2 separate regions of the Arabidopsis thaliana genome follow, and region 1 is linked to region 2. Evidence: chromatin contacts called from public ChIA-PET data. All regions are on one chromosome and are shown on one strand. The core of a region is the stretch at or near the end of the contact, and the rest is flanking DNA. Distances in the headings are between cores, read along the strand shown. Region 1 holds the start of TTL4 (tetratricopetide-repeat thioredoxin-like 4). Region 2 holds the start of AT3G58530 (RNI-like superfamily protein).

What was found. ChIA-PET counts read pairs in DNA pulled down with a chosen protein or histone mark.
Region 1: a contact with region 2 is called in an H3K4me3 ChIA-PET map of shoot, with 11 read pairs. The contact joins the promoter of TTL4 here to the promoter of AT3G58530 in region 2. A contact is called at or near these places in 3 of 26 Hi-C or Micro-C datasets (callus, rosette leaf and seed embryo) and 1 of 2 datasets of contacts at active chromatin or transcription factors (shoot).

The regions. Positions count from the first base shown.
Region 1 is chr3:21,678,767-21,681,497 of TAIR10.1, forward strand. TTL4 (tetratricopetide-repeat thioredoxin-like 4) reads left to right here and starts at 1,261. Exons shown (of 7, transcript NM_115724.4): 1 at 1,261-2,502; 2 at 2,573-2,731. The coding sequence starts at 1,631.
Region 2 is chr3:21,644,241-21,647,204 of TAIR10.1, forward strand. It overlaps AT3G58530 (RNI-like superfamily protein), which reads left to right and starts at 1,307. Exons shown (of 12, transcript NM_115715.2): 1 at 1,307-1,689; 2 at 1,779-1,838; 3 at 1,959-2,042; 4 at 2,195-2,325; 5 at 2,409-2,484; 6 at 2,633-2,703; 7 at 2,886-2,964. The coding sequence starts at 1,519. AT3G58520 (Ubiquitin carboxyl-terminal hydrolase family protein) reads right to left here and starts at 1,308. Exons shown (of 2, transcript NM_115714.4): 1 at 760-1,308; 2 at 1-659. The coding sequence starts at 1,037.

The DNA.
Region 1 (2,731 bases), core at 11-2,510, 34 kb after region 2:
TTATTATACTTGCTATTTTGGGTCAAGGTTTGAAAAAAGCCGGTTCGATTGATCCAAAATTTGGAGACAATCATGTCACGGACCGTCCGGTATGGAGAAATTGCCCATATCGTCGGTTCGGCGGGATTGGGGGACCGCTTTCATAATATTCCGTCCGGTTCCGTTAAAATGTTTATTCGGCGTGCTTAGCTGGCAACTGTAGCGAAACAGCTGGCATGGTCACTCTCGCACGTGGCCAGCGTCGTCCTATATTTACTATTTTACCCCTATATAGCGCTTTCCTAATATTTCTGTTTTCTTCGTTCTACATCCATTTATTTTAGTAAGCTACGGAACCATAGAGTATATATAGAAATGGTAAATATATCAGAACACTGATTAAATTTTGATAAATGAATATTTGTGTTATTAATCCAAGAAAGAAGATAAAAATTAGCAGGCTTTTTCGAGTGAAATGCCAGCTATGCATCAGTAAATGAGCCTTCACTTCTCTTTTGCTTTATTTTCCCTATTTTTCTGCTTTTCTTTTCTGTTCTTTTGCCCTACTCTACATATAAAAATATGTTGTATTTTCCCATTTTCATGTGCAAACGAATATAATTTTTAACTTAGATCAATGTAAGTGTATATATATATAATAATTTCTATGAGCACATAAATTGATAGTCGTATGTAGTGGGAAAAAAAACACACGCAAACTTCAAAATCCAAATTTATTTTATGGCCTAAAAGTTGACTTTACCCTTTTGAGGTCTCTGACTCTAATACGAGGGGTCAAAATCCGAGGTGGCATTTTCGTTTCAAGCTGCATATACTCATTACACATTACAACAGTATTAATTTAAAATTTTGTAATAAATACATATGACGATCCATTTATTTTCTATGCGTTACATAATTTGATTCGTTTTCCATCATTTGCTTTCACAAAAAGAAAAGAAAAAAAAGAGTGATTCTTAATGGAAGTTGTCCTTATGTAGTATTTACACCGAACATATTATATGGTTGCATAGTAATTGTTTGAACCTAGATACAACAACAAGAAGAAGACACTTCTGAGTTTTTTTTTTCCTTTTTCTTTCCTGACTGTGCTTCATAAACATGTAAGATCTCGTATTTACCGCAAAAAAAAAATTCAAGATAACATTTTATTTTGACTTTTATGAATTCCGGATTTTTTTGTGGTCGGCAAATACAAGTTTCAATCTAGATTCTGTTCAAACATAAACAAACTCTAAAGTCAACCATTACATACAGACACAGACACAGTCAGTCTCTATAGTACATGATATCTAAAATGATTATATTTTTTTTAATAAAAATTTTGCATAAAATTACCGAATTTTTAGCAGACAAGCAGCCGTGAAACACACGGAAGTCGGGGAAGATAAGAGAAGCTCGTGATGAACACTAAGAAAGATCAATGTCTTAATCTGACAATTAGTCGTTTTACTTAAACTAATAATATTTTTTTAACGGTAATCTAAAATTATTTTTGATTTCAACATCTTCATTCTCATTCTTCTGCTTCCTTTTTATATATATCACAACAATCTCTCTTCTCTCTCTTCACCAATTCTTCTTCTTGATTCTCTGTGTTTATTGATTCTGAGGCTTTGGTTTCGAGAAGATGTCACATTATAGAAGACATTCGCTAGAACCTTCCATTACCAGTAAATTCCGTGATTCTTTGAGTTTCCAACGAGACGATGACGTCATCAACAAACCAGATTTCCGAGAACTCGATTTTGGTTCTCCGTTGAGGCCTCGTGGCTCCTCCTCCGCCGCTGCCACTCCCGCCGCTAGTGGCAGCAGTTCAAGCTCCTCTGGTTCTGCTTCCGGAAAACCCGCTGTCACTTCTCAGTTTGCTAGACGGAGTCACTCCGGCGAGCTTTCCGGTTTAAGCCAGACCAGTCCGGTTAAACCCGGATCCGTGAACCGGAATTTGAAACCGGGTCACAGAAGATCCGCTTCCGCTGGAACGCCGTTGATTTATTCCGGTTTGGGGTTCTCTCCGGTGAACAATAACAATAACAGTTCTCGCGGCGGAGGAAGCGGGGCTACTTCGCCGAACCCCGGCGTTTTACCTACCGGAAACATTTGTCCATCGGGAAGGATCTTAAAAACCGGAATGGCTACACGAGCCTCCGTTAGACCCGAGACTCTATGCACAGGCACGGCCAACTACGGCCACGGAAACATCATCCGCACCGGCGGAAAGGTGAGTCACGCGACGAAAGCGGCGGCGGAAATGAGTGACTCAGAGGAGGTGAAGAAGGCAGGTAACGTAATGTATAGGAAAGGGAATTACGCCGAGGCATTGGCTCTTTACGACAGAGCTATCTCATTGTCACCGGAAAATCCAGCTTATAGAAGCAATCGTGCGGCAGCGTTGGCTGCGTCAGGGAGGTTAGAAGAAGCAGTTAAAGAATGCCTTGAAGCTGTGAGATGTGATCCTTCTTACGCTAGAGCTCATCAGAGACTCGCTTCTCTTTATCTAAGGTAAAAAAAATTCTATCCTTTAAAAAGTTTTGATTGAAAAAGGATTAGTATTTGATTGGTTTGGTTTTAGATTGGGAGAAGCTGAGAATGCGAGACGTCATCTTTGTGTTTCCGGACAATGTCCCGATCAAGCTGATTTGCAGAGGTTGCAGACGCTTGAGAAGCATCTCAGACTGTGTACGGAGGCTCGAAAGATCGGTGATTGGAGAACGGTGATTAGCGAAATCGA
Region 2 (2,964 bases), core at 57-2,556:
TGTTGAGCTCCGCTCTCATGCTTCTCAAGTAGTTCCTCTTGGTTTTCTTGTGGATAGTCAAGCTCAAGAGCTCGTGCAAAACAGCCACAGCTCGTTTCTCCATGAGATCGCTTTCCGGATCAATGTTACTCGGGTCATCGTAAGGAGATATGTAGGGAAGTTTTTGAAACTCATCCATCCATGCTTTGACCTTCTTCTGTGCTCCATATCCTCTAGGGAAACTCATAGGAAAAGTCAACGTAGACTGACCTCTCTTGAACTCGCGGTATCTAGACTCCTCCCCGGAAACATCATTGTCCTCGTTTCGCTTCTGCAGCGCCGAGAATGCGAACTCATCACGCCATTTTACAAGCTTTAAACACGGGTTACCATTAGAAGCCTTGACGAAGCAGAAATGATCAGGGTATTTCATGACTAGCGTCTTTTCGTAGTTATCGGGTAAACCGAGATCGAATTTGAGAGAATGTAGTGATCTAAGAGAGACAGTTTTTGATCTCATCATCATCAGAACTCTACAGAGTCTCTCCACTGTATCAGCCTCGTGGCTTTGATGAATAATCTCTTCTTGTGAGTCAAGCATTAGTGCTGTGTCCGTTAGCTTGAAACATGGTAAGCTTGCGTAACGAGCATGAGGAAATTCGTGAAACAGAGTCGGATACCTGCAAAAATGTCAAGACTTTCATTACCATTCTTACAAAATTGATTTCTTTCTAAACCGTTTGTTCCAGTAACAATTGAAATTTTCTCTGATTGTGATACCTGCGCAAGAAGCGGAGAACAGGGACGGTGAGACCAAGGAGTTTTTGCCAATCGGCGACGGATTTTGCGGTGAGGAAACCAGTGGGAGATCGCTTTATGGCGTCTTTGAGGATACAAGCTGCTTTGAGATCGGTCTCAGTATCAATGACGTGATCCAGGTTCTTGTTCTTCACCCACTTCAGTCTCACCTTTGTCATTGCACCCATTCCTCGCCATTGTTGATGCTGGTGAAACAGCTTACTCACCGAAAAGAGAAAGCTTTGTGATTTGACGAACATCTAAAGAGATTTGACGAAAGCGCGAAATGTGGATGATCTGTAATTGAGAGTGCAAAATGGGTTTAGGGTTTAGTGTTCTCTCGGAGTTTAGTTAGGACTTATCATTGAAAGAATGAATAGAGAGAAGTAGGGGAGAGTAATGCAGAGAAGGTGCTCGACGAAATGCCTGAACGAATCTAAAAGCGAGATTTTTCGACTTCTAACTCTAGGCCCACAGGCTACAGTCAAAGTAAGCCTTTTAAGTTGGTTCGCGATATGTTTTTGCAGACAGAACCTAAAAACTTGGAACTTCTTTTTATCTGCGGTACACAGCCAAATTTGCAAAAATAAGTTCCAACGCGTCTAGACTCGATTCGTGCGACTCGGGAAGACTAGGCTCGTTTAAAGGTTCACGCTTTTGATATTTCGAGCTCCTAGAGACCTAGACTCTAGTCCTGAGGCTGATTGGTAGAGGAAATTGGAAAAGCTTGGATTGAAAACTATGGAAGCGAAGAAAGTGACAGAAGAGGAAGAAGAGACGTGGAGGAGAGAGATAGTAACAAGCGTTATGAGATTAGTGAGTACGAGATTGCCTCAGACAGATCTAATTTCTCTACTTCTGGTTAGCCCATGGCTTTATCGCACCCTCATCTCCTATCCTTCAATCTGGCTGGTAACTAAACTTTGACTTCTTTTAAGTCTTTCCAAGTTTTCAAAAAAATTATACTTATCTGATTCAAAGTGTTGATTGTTCCCTTTCAGACCATCAATTTGCGCGAGATGACCAATGCAGGGGATCGGCTTTTAGCTGCTCTGTCCTTGGTTAGTTTACAATATAAAAAAGTTTGATACTTTGATACTGGACTGTGCTTGAATTCAACTTGTTGTGAGTGTTTGGAAAGTTTGAGCAGAAGTCACTCATCATGCTTTCAAATCGTGTAGCCAAGATATCGACAAGTGAAGCATATCAATCTTGAATTTGCCCAGGGTGTTGTGGACAGTCATCTTAAACTTGTGAAAACCGAGGTAAATGTTTTGTAGATTCTACCAGTTATTAGTAATTACATATGGCTTTTATGTTTTCTGAATATTCGTCGAATTCAAGAATATTTGACTTTGTTTGACTTTGTGGATCGATTTCTTACAATAATGTACTGGCTGATTTATGAACATTTTAGTGCCCGGATGCTCTTTTGAGTCTAGAATGGTTGAATCTGAACGTGTGCCAAAAGATATCAGACAATGGAATCGAAGCTATAACTAGCATATGTCCAAAGTTAAAAGTTTTCTCTATCTACTGGAACGTAAGGTGAGATTCTGTCTTACTCATTTGTATCACACTTCTTGATTTTATCTCCTCAGACGAGCCTAATGCTTTGGTTTATTTCACAGGGTGACCGATGCTGGCATTAGAAATCTAGTGAAGAATTGCAGACATATCACTGATTTGAACTTAAGTGGCTGCAAGGTATCTTAATCTACATTTTTGGAGTCTTACTCCTGATGGGTGGCGATAATTATGGCAATGTTTAACACACATGGACACCCTTTCTCTTCTATGTTCTCTGTTTGTAATGGATGCGAATTTTGATTTGAATGTGCACCAATTGATGCAGAGCCTAACGGACAAAAGTATGCAACTAGTAGCTGAAAGTTATCCAGACTTAGAGTCACTGAATATCACTAGGTAAGTTAAATATGTTAAAGTCTCTGTGGTTATTTCAAAGTGATAGATAATCCACAACATTGTTGGATAATATCATTCTTCGTTTTTTGATTGTTCATAAAGATGAAAGCATGATTTCAGTTTTCCATACATTTTTATTGAATACTTTTGGTGTTTATTTTTTTTGTTCACGATGCTGCTAGGTGTGTTAAGATTACAGATGATGGATTACTTCAAGTGCTACAAAAATGTTTCTCTCTCCAGACCTTAAATCTCTATGCT